2 separate regions of the Ovis aries genome follow, and region 1 is linked to region 2. A link is a contact called in public Hi-C data. All regions are on one chromosome and are shown on one strand. The core of a region is the stretch at or near the end of the contact, and the rest is flanking DNA. Distances in the headings are between cores, read along the strand shown. Region 1 has its middle 57 kb from the start of TRNAC-ACA. Region 2 overlaps ANKH (ANKH inorganic pyrophosphate transport regulator).

Region 1 (5,481 bases), core at 992-3,491, 280 kb before region 2:
TCTGTCAAACATATAAATTATCTTTGCTGCTTAATTTATGTTGGTCTCCTTTAACTTTGGATTGAAAGAGTCCTGAGCTATGGAGCCTGAGGTTGGTGGTTGGTGAGAAGGGTGATCTCCAATCTCATCCCTCACATGCTGGAATTCTCATGAGTTCCAAGAATGGAGGCTGTTGGGGAGAGGTCCATTACATCAGATCAGGCTGATAGCCTGGAGTCCTGTCCCACGTTGACTGAAGATCATACTCAAAGAAAATTTTTAGTTAAGGAAAGTTTGGTTCAAAGTCCACCCAGAATAACAAAAACAGGCAAGACAGGAGGCCAGTTTTGACAGGAAGATTATCTCAAACAATTGATTAAGATTGTTGCAAATTAACAGGCAAAAGAAATTTCTAAATAGTCCTTTTAGCAATAATATTTACAGGAAGAGGGTTCACCCTGGATTTTATTAATGATTCACAACTTTGGCAATAGCTTCAAGGCAATTTTGGAAGGAGCAGAGAAGAATCAGAGGCACAGTACAAAGAACAAAGTTATGACTGCTTTGACCGCAAGAGACAGAGAGAGGGCTCGACAGTTTGGCTTACAGAATTTGCTTTGGGATTTAGACTGTATACTGATATATCATTGCTGAAAATGATTCCAAAGGTAAAAATCTTTCTAATTTGGTTCTGGAGTAGCTTATTTTACTTGATAGCAAAACAGTATTGTAAAGAATTTGTGGTGCATTTTTTATGTCACGTCTCCTTTGTTCATGCTGACGTTTACTGTTCTAAGCGCTTTCACACACTTTATCCCATTTAATGTTATGCCTCTGGGAGATGGATTACTGTTCCTATTTTGCATAAATTGAGACTCAGAGAGGTTAGATACATCTCAGGGAGAACTAGCAAGTCCCAGACTCAGCCAGATGTGTCTGCCTGTCCGTAGTGTCCATTTTGTGTTACAGAATTTCTCGCAGTCCAAAGAGGCCCTGGATGTTCCCAACTTCTAGAGAAATTTTTTAAATGAGGCAAGGCGAGGCACATACTACCAACCAACACTAACTGTATGTTGTCTTTTTTTTTAAATTCATATGCATTTTTTCTCCATTTATAAAGGGGAAAACAGCATTACTATCCTGCCTTCATTCTCTTGACTTTGTTTTCCCAAAAGACAGCATTCTTGTGAGTTCAAAACAAAAATGTATCTGATCATTACTCAGAGCAAGAGGAGGCGGGGTGGGGAAAAGGTTTAAAAATACTTTAGTTTAAGATATCTGTTTTGAAAGAATGGTTTCGGTAAAAATCCACAAACATGTGGATACAGCAGGGGAGGGGAGTGTGGGACAAACTGGGTGGTTAGGATTGATGCATATGCACTAACGTGCAAAATGGGCAGCTAGTGGGAGGCTGCTATAGAAGGCAAGGAGCTCAGCTCGGTGCTCTGTAAAGACCTAGGCGGGTGGGGTGGGAGGGAGGCTCAAGAGGGAGGGGATACCTGCATACACAGGGCTGATTCACTCTGTTGTACAGCAGAAACTAACACAATATTGTGAAGCAGCTATATGCCAGTAACAAGAAAATAAACAAAGCCTTTAAAAATTCCAAGTTACACATACTGAGCATGAAATTGTGCCGTGTGTGTGTGTGTGTGTACATAAGCGCACACGCGTGTGTGTATCGTATACCTACCGAGTAGGGCTAAGGGAAACTCTGAACATTTTAGAAATGCCTGGAAACTAGGTGAACCGTGTGGCTGTCACCAGACCTTGGATGAACTGAGCTTCCTTAGCACAGTCTACTCTGGACTATGCAAGCTTTACGCCATTGTGCACACTGAAATTTTCCAGGTTTCTTCCAATTAATGGACTATTACGAGTAAGCAAGAGAAAACATGAGTAATGTTTTCATCTTTGCTCAAGTTAAAAACCTTGATCAAAAATGCCGCAGAGACCTGAATTAACAAGGTTGCTATGTCTTTGCAGTCACACTTGCACCCTTTGCCACCTCTCTCTGTGTTAGTCACTCAGTCGTGTCCAACTCTTTGCGATCCCATAGACTGTAGCTGCCAGGCTCCTCAGTCCTTGGGATTCTCCAGGCAAGAATACTGGAGTGGATTGCCATTCCCTTCTTCAGGGGATCTTCATGACCCAGGGATAGAACCTGGGTCTCCCAGATTGCAGGCAGACACTGCTGTCTGAGACCCCAGGGAAGCCCTTGCCATCTCTCTAGTGTGAAAACAAAACAAAAGAGCTTGAACACTAGAGGGCAACATTGTTCCTCAAATATATACCCAAACGACAAGCTAGGGATGTATAAAATCCCTCAGTATTTTTGTCTTCCCTTTAAGACTTCTTTTCAGTATACACATTTAGATGACTTAGGAGGCATGCATATACCTGTGAAACCATTGCTTCCAAAAGTTTTCTCCTGCACTCTTCCTCCCAGCCCCCACCCTTCTCTGTGTCTAGAACACTTAACATGGGGTCTACCCTCTCAACAAGTCTCCAAGCGGACAACACAGTCCTGTTAGCCCTGCAAATCACATGGTACAGCAGATCTCCAGAACTTGTTCATCTTGTGTAGCCAAAGCTTCATACCTGTTGAACAAAATGCCCCATTCCCCCTGCAAGCCTCTCCCCCACCACCATTTTATTCTGTCTCTATCAGCTGATCATTTTCAATATCTAAGTGGAATCAGGCAGCATTTGTCCTTCTGTGATGGGTTTATTTCACTAACATAATGTCCTCCAGGTACATCCATGTTGTCTTGAACAGCAGGATTTCCATTTTTCAAGCCTGAGTAATATTTCTCTGTATGTATCTATCACCTTTCCTTTATCCATTCATCCATCAATGGATGTTAGGCTGTTCCCACATCTTAGCTACAGGGAATAAAGTTGCAGTGAAGCTGGGAGTCCAGATATCTCTTTGAGATTCTGATTTTAATTCTTTTAGGTATATACCTGATATAGGATCACTGGATCATAGGCTTCCACATATAATTTCTGCAGAAAATTTCATACTGTTTCCTCATTTCAGTTCAGTTGCTCAGTCATGTCCAACTCTTTGCAACCCCATGGACTGCAGCACACCAGGCTTCCCTGTCCATCATCAGCTCCTGGAGCTTACTCAAACTCATGTCTATCGAGCCAGTGACGTGATGCAACCATCTCATCCTCTGCTGTTCCCTTCTCCTCCTGCCCTCAATTTTTCCCAGCATCAGGGTCTTTTCCAACGAGTCAGTTGTTCACATCAGGTGGCCAAACTATTGGGGCTTCAGCTTCAGCATCAGTCTTTCCAATGAATATTCACGACTGATTTCCTTTAGGATTGACTGATTGGATCTCTTTGCAGTGCAAGGGATTCTGAAGAGTCTCCTTCAACACCACAGTTCAAAAGCATCAATTCTTTGGTGCTCAGCCTTCTTCACAGTCCAACTCTCACATCCATACATGACCACAGGAAAAACCATAGCCTTGACTAGACTTACCTTTGTCAGCAAAGTAATGTCTCTGCTCTTTAATATGCTGTCTAGGTTGGTCACAGCTTTTTTTCCAAGGAGCAAGCATCTTTTAATTTCATGGCTCTAGTCACCATCTACAGTGATTTTGGAGCCCAAAAATATAAAGTCGGTCACTATTTCCTTTGTTTCCCCATTTATTTGCCATGAAGTGATGGGACCGGATGTCACAACCTTAATTTTTTTAAATGTTGAGTTTTAAGCCAGCTCTTTCACTCTCCTCTTTCACTTTCATCAAGAGGCTCTTTAGTTCCTCTTCAGTTGCTGCAACAAGGGTGGTATCATCTTCGTATCTGAGGTCATTGATATTTCTCCTGGCAATCTTGATTCCAGCTTGTGTTTCATCCAGCCTGGCATTTCGCATGATGTATTTGCCATATAAGTTAAATAAGCAGGGTTGCAATATACAGCCTTAATGTACTCCTTTCCCAATTTTGAACCAATCTGTTGTTCCATGTCTGGTTCTAACTGTTGCTTCTTGACCTGCACACAGATTTCTCAGGAGGCAGGTAAGGTGGTCTGGTACAGACAGTTTATTCAAATACTGTGGATAATCCACCTCTGTTCCTAGCAATGGCCAAACTCTCTCTTCATCTACCACTTCCCACAACCTCTCATCTATTCAAGGACATTCCTTCAGCTCTTAATGAAAACCATGTTTTTCTGGAAATACTTTCTCATCACTGTGCAAAATATTGCATCCAAAATCTGTATTGCTTCCCCATACTTTATGTTGCATTTTTGCTTTTCTTACAAACTACTTTTTTTCTAATAGAAATTGTACTCCACACATGCCAGTAATTTTTTCTGCTTCACTTACTTCATACTAAACTGGGAAAATTCACTTTTACTAAACCAAGTTTAGAATAGTGACTGCCACATATATATATATATACACACACACAGATAGATATGTGCGTATATATGTATGTGTATATATTCATGTATGCATATATGTGTGTGCATATATGTATATTTATGTAGGCTGCTGTGCTGTGCTTAGTCGCTCAGTCGACTAAGCCTGATGAACCATAGCCCACCAGGCTCCTCTGTCCATGGGGATTCTCCAGGCAAGAATACTGGAATGGGTTGCTATGCCCTCCTCCAGCGGATCTTCCCAACCCAGGGATTGAATCAAGGTCTCCTGCATTGCAGGTGGATTCTTTACCAGCTGAGCTACCTGGGAAGCCCCGTATATATGTATATGGCACTAGGAAATAACATATTATTTTCTGTGTATTCCACCTTAAACTCAACATGTCCAAAACCAGACTTAGCATCTTTTCTATCTTCTGGACTTTCTGGTTGGTAAGAAGTACTAGCAAACACGAAGAAAACAATCTGAAAGACATTCCACCACTATCACACTTATCTCACTTCACTTTAAATAAGTAATTAGTTGTTTTTCATCTTCATCTGACTTGATATTAGTGAGAGAAGGGGCCCGGTTTATCCTCTCCACCATTGTGGACTCAAGTCAGCCAATAATCTATGATGTAGTGAGAGTTTAGTAAAACTTGGTTAGATAAATGTCACTGACTACATTCTAGATTCCTCCCTTTCTTTCATTCCTCACTTTCCAAGAGTCATCAAGCTCTTGATTCTATCCTAAAAGTCTTTCTAACGGTAACAGGGAACAGCAAAATCTGACTCTATTTTGTATCTGTGGACTTTACTTTAACCTTTGCCTTTTCTTGCTTTTGTTATTATAATCACTAGATGGATTCTGTCTATAGCTGTAAGCATACATACTGGCCTCTCTCAGGGAACCTGCCACTCTACCTGAATGTTAAAGTGTCTTGGTTCAGCACATGGAAGATATTCTGCCCTTGCCCACCTGTGAATGGCTGCAGAAAAGAAATTAACACACTTGCTCTCTGATGTTGGCCAAGCCAAGAGATATTTTGCAAGCCTAATGGCCTTCTTGGACTTCTCATGTGTTGCAGTGGTAAAGAATCTGCCTGCCAGTGCAGGAGAT
Region 2 (5,511 bases), core at 337-2,836:
TAAACTCCAAATTAGGTCTGACCTGAGCTAAAGGAGTAAATTGGTCTGGTTTTAACTTTATAATTCTCATCAATGCAGCCTAAGGCTACATAGGTTTTTTCTTTTAGCCGGGTAGCACAGTTAGAAGGGGAAACACAAGAGCTGGTAAGTCCTAGTCCCACGGTGGTAGGGGGCTGGCCCCTTCTCAAATCCATCTTCAGGGGATTTGCCTACCTCGAGCTCCTAGAATCTCTGCAATCACTTTTTCTGCTACGTCTATGAGTGTTTTCAGTCCAGATGCTGTTAGCAATTTGGGACTTGAACAGACAAAATGCTTCGCTGCCTCTCATTACTTTTGGTCTTCAAATCCCTTTTAACCATGTTTGCTTACCTGTTTTAAGGTGACCCTCCTTCATGGAAACGGCAAACTCAGAGCCGTTTTTGAATGTATCCTTGGACCCTAGTGGTTCTTTCCCTTTCCTTTTCTTACCTTGAACATATTTGTTTAAAGCTCTTTTCTGGATCTCAGCACTTGCACCCATCTGGGCTTGACCCTCCTGACCTTATTCGTCCATGAGATTGCCAGCCCTTGGAGGTGGTAGTTCTTAGACATCATCTGGGCTCACCTCCCAGGAACTGGGAAAGAGAGAGCCTGAGAGCTGGCAGACCAAGGCAGGGAGACAGCAGATACCTCCTCCTCGCCTGGCACATTCCCTCCCCCCCAAGAGCAGCCTGGGGACCACCTGTTCTCCTTTCTAGTTGTGGCAGGTGGGCAGGAATTTCTCTTTCGAGAGCATTCCAGCTCCTTTCAGAAACTCTGGTTTTATTTTATTTTCCTTGCCTCTTTCTCACAAATTTTGAAATCTCTTTATTTCATTTTTTTTCAATTTCCCTGGTTATTGTGAGCTTAACAGGACATGGTCACTCCCACGTGAGTGGCCGTTCCCCTCCCTGATGGCCGTGATCCCATCCAATGGGGCTGTTCTTTGTCTTGGTCCCTGGCCTCCCGAGCTCAGCCTCACTGGGGAGGGGTTCGCTGGCAGGTTGCTGGAGAGGGAGGAGGTGAGCATGTGCTCTGTAGAAATCAAACTTGGAATTGCAACACTGATAGGTGCCTGTCTCGTCTTGCCAAGGCCAGCATGGAAATCACATGCCGTCCGGGGGGTGGTGGCCACCGCAGAATTTAAAGGGCGGAGGCTTGACATTTAAAACATTTGTGTCCTAAAGCTTCAGAACCTCAGGGCCTCAGAGGGACCCTCCCTGTGGGAAAGAAAGCAAAAAGGCTTTCCATCAGAGAAAGAAGCAGTCAAAAACACCCACTCCATCAGCGTCTTCCTCTGGGACACACTGAGATAATCCCTTGTGGGGAGTTTCAGCTAATCTTGAAATGCTGCTTCTGCTGTTCACAGTAAGTGAGTCCTTGAGAAGCACAAATCCCACAGATGCAGATGACTCCACTCTGCCGCGTCCTCTCTGCCCCACCTCCCAAGGGGCCACCACCTTTGAAAGGCAGCAAGCTCACTGACAGTGGTAGTATTTATAGCACCTCTAATCCTGCCAGGCCAGCTCCAGCCACCTGCTCCCTGCAAGGCCTGCACAGCTGAGCTAAGGGCGACTGCCAGTGGAAAACATCAGAAAATGCCTGGCCTACCGGTCACAGGCCTGGAGGCTCGCCCAGCCCTGCCTGTTACAGCCTCAGTTTCCCCAGCTAGGGGACTTTTTCATCATGTAAGGATCAGTTTTCCTACTCAGTGCTCTGTGGTGACCTAAATGGGAAGGAAAATCCAAAAAAAGAGGGGATTATAGAGCTGATTCACTTTGCTATACAGCAGAAACTAACACAACAGTATAAAGCAACTCTACTCCAATGAAAAAGATTTTTTTAAAAAGGAGCAGTTTTGCATCTAGCAGTTCAAGATGAGCCCCACTGTTTCCATGTCCATATTGTATTGAAACTGAACCTCCAATACTTCGGCCACCTGATGCAAAGAGCCGACTCACTGGAAAAGACCCTGATGCTGGGAAAGACTGAAGGCAGGAGGAGAAGGGGACAACAGAGGACTAGATGGCTGGATGGCATCACCAACTCAATGAACATAAGTTCAAACAGGTTCCAGGAGATAGTGAAGGACAGGGAAGCCTGGCGTGCAGAAGTCCATGGGGTCGCAGAGTCAGACACAAACAAGCAACTGAGCAACAAATATAATGGACAGTCTCACGTGCTCTCGTCTGCACGTTACTTCTCTGTTGTGGCTTCACAGGATAGGATGTGTCTGCATCCACACATGTCAGCGTCCAACGAGCACAGCAAGAATCCCCTTTTCTTAGTCGCATCCCTCTAGTCAGAGCTGCATCTCAGCCAAGCATTCAGCCCTGAGTCCTTCTCATAGGTGCTGGAAAGGTGCGAAATCTGAGCTAAGGAAGAGCAAAAACCACCATCCCATAGGACGACCTCCTGTGCTCAGAGTTAAAAGATCAGTTCAGGACTTCCCTGGTGGTTCAGTGGCTAAGACTTCACCTTCCAGTGTAGCGGGTACCAGTTAGACCCCTGGTCAGGAAGCTAAGATTCCACATGTCTCAGGGCCAAAAAGCAAAACCTAGAGAGAAGCAATATTATAGCAAATTCAATAAAGGCTTCAAAAATGATCCACATCAAAAAATCTTCAAAAACCGAAAAAAAAAAGGTCAGTTCTTGAGGGTGACCCAGGCTCACTCCTGTGGCTGCACTGGACCCACGAGCCACCCCTCGGCCGCTGGGGTGGTGAACACTATGAGCCTTATCCCAGTCTTGGTGCCATCCTGGTCCTGTCTGTGTCGCCAACAAGGGCGGCCTGTTTGTGGCTTTGTTTCTGCTGGCTCCCCACCCCCGCGCCCCGAGACTGCTTTCTCATTGTTCAGATTATCCAGGAGAAGAGAAGGACCTCTTGTGGATGGGGGCGGGGTGGGGTAGGGACGAAAAGGACCGAAAGTGCTGAAGTTAAGACTTTCTCACTTGGTGGCCCTCTCAGTCTCTGGGTACTGGCTGCCATTGGCCAGTTGAGCGCCTTCAGACACCCCAGAAACGTGGGGGAGCAACCCTTCTGAGTCCCCACAGCCAGGGTCGAACTCCTGGCCCCATTCCATAATGCCACGATCCTGGGGTTGGGATAAGGGTTAAATGACATGACTGGAAAAGAGCCTGATGTTGGGAAAGATTGAAGGTGAAAGAGAAGGGGGCAGCAGAGGATGAGATGGTAGCATCACCGACTCAACGGACATGAATTTGAGCAAACCTGGGAGAGGGTGGAGGACAGAAGAGTCTGGCGTGCTGCAGTTCATGGGGTCACAGAGAGTCGGATAGGACTTACTGACTGAACATCAGTGAAGGAAAGCTCTTGGCATACAGTAAGTTACTGAGAAGAGTTAGTGCCTTTCCCCTGAACCCCACCTCTGCCCGCCTCCACGCTTCTCTCCAAAACTTCAGTAGTCCAGCGTTCACTTTTTTTTAATATAAATTTATTTATTTTAATTGGAGGTTAATTACTTTACAATATTGTATTGGCTTTTCCATACATCAACGTGAATCCACCACAGGTATACACGTGTTCCCCATCCTGAACCCCCCTCCCTCCTCCCTCCCCGTACCATCCCTCTGGGTCATCCCAGTGCACCAGCCCCAAGCATCCAGTATCATACATTGAACCTGGACTGGCGATTCGTTTCATATATGATATTATACATGTTTCAATGCCATTCTCCCAAATCATCCCACTCTCTCCCTCTCCCACAGAGTCCAAAAGACTGTTCTATACATCTGTGTCTCTTTTGCTGTCTCACATACAGGGTTATCGTTACCATCTTTCTAAATTCCATATATATGCGTTAGTATACTGTATTGGTGTTTTTCTTTCTGGCTTACCTCACTCTGTATAATAGGCTCCAGTTTCATCCACCTCATTGGAATTGATTCAAATGTATTCTTTTTAATGGCTGAGTAATACTCCACTCTGTATATGTACCACTTTTTAAGTCATCATTAGTTGTAGACTTAAGGGATCGGTTGGTTTGTTTGGGGGAGAGAAAAACAGTTGAGACTGGTCCCCAAATCCCTACCTTGTAATAGAATGACAGTACCAATCCACATGTGCATTCTTTTTTTTACATTCATTTTATTGAGGTATAGTTTATTTACAATGTTGTACTAATTTTTGATGGAAGGAAATGGCAACCCACTCCAGTGTCCTTGCCTGGAGAATCCCGGGGATGGGCGAGCCTGGTGGGCTTCTGTCTATGGTGTCGCACAGAGTCGGACACGACTAAAGTGACTTAGCAGCAGCAGCAGCAGCAGAGCAATTCAGTCATTTTATATATATATATATATATATATATAAATAAACATATGTATGTATATATATATACAGAGATTTCACATTCTTTTCCACTGTGGTTTATTACAGGATATTGAATGTAGTTCCTTGTGCTCTACGGTAGTAGGACCCTGTAGTTTATTCATTTTATGTGTAATAGTTCATATCTGCTAATCCCAAACCCCCAGTCCATCCCTCTCCACCCCTCCTCCCCCTTGGCAGCCACAGGTCGGTTCGCCGCGCCTGCGAACATGTTTCTGTCTCTGAGATAAGTTCATGTGTGTCTTATTTTAGACGCCACATGTGAGTGATATCACATGGTATTTGTCTTTCTCCTTCTGGCATCTTTCACTTAGTATGTGGAGAAGGAAATGGCAACGCACTCCACTATGCTTGCCTGGAGAATTCCATGCACAGAGGAGTCTGGCGGGCTACAGTCCATGGGGTCACAAAGAGCAACACGACTGAGCGACTGCACTTTCTTTCTTTCTTTTCACTTAGCATGATGACCTCTAGGTCCATCCATGGTGCTGCTAATGCCATTCTTTTTATGGCTGAGTGTATCCTATTATATATACGTGGGCTTCCCTCATAGCTCAGTTGGTAAAGAATCTGCCTGCAATGCAGGAGACCCCGGTTCCATTCCTGGGTTGGGAAGATCCCCTGGAGAAGGGATAGGCTACTCACTTCAGTGTTCTTTGACTTCCCTTGTGGCTCAGCTGGTAAAGAATACACCTGCAATGTGGGAGACCTGGGTTTGATCCCTGGGTTGGGAAGATCCCCTGGAGAAGGGAAAGGCTACCCACTCCAGTATTTCTGGCCTGGAGAATTCCATGGACTATACAGTCCACGGGGTCGCAAAGAGTCGGACACGACTGAACGACACACACAAATTCTTTATCCGCTCCTCTACTGATGGGCATTCAGGTGGTTTCCAGGTCTTGACTGTTGTACATAGTGCTGCCGTGAGCGTAGGGATGCATGTATCTTTTCGAATTATAGTTTTGTCCAGATATATGCTCAGGAGTGGAATTGCAGGATTATATGGCAACTCTAGTGTTTTGAGGAACCGCCATACTATTCTCCATAGTCGTTGTCATAATTTTTACATTCCCACGAACAGTTCACAGTGCATTCTTAAAACAATTAGCAGATGAACAAGTATATTGTGTTGTTACAAAAAAGG

What was found. A called contact is a pair of places that touch in the nucleus more often than the background predicts.
Region 1: a contact with region 2 is called in a Hi-C map of liver, with 6 times the contacts expected there. The contact joins two enhancer-like sites. A contact is called at or near these places in 7 of 16 Hi-C or Micro-C datasets (liver, mixed tissues, omental adipose tissue and 3 more).

Annotation. Positions count from the first base shown.
Region 1 is chr16:58,333,615-58,339,095 of ARS-UI_Ramb_v3.0, forward strand. No RefSeq gene overlaps it. Among named protein-coding and RNA genes, the nearest start is that of TRNAC-ACA, 57 kb to the left of the region's middle. Within about 2 kb of position 2,242, at least 5 of the 54 cell types and tissues checked have an H3K27ac peak or open chromatin away from gene starts, as enhancers often do. A contact at or near this core is called in liver, where this site is marked.
Region 2 is chr16:58,618,980-58,624,490 of ARS-UI_Ramb_v3.0, forward strand. The region is part of intron 8 of ANKH (ANKH inorganic pyrophosphate transport regulator); the gene reads left to right. Among named protein-coding and RNA genes, the nearest start is that of OTULIN, 68 kb to the right of the region's middle. Within about 2 kb of position 1,587, at least 18 of the 54 cell types and tissues checked have an H3K27ac peak or open chromatin away from gene starts, as enhancers often do. A contact at or near this core is called in liver, where this site is marked.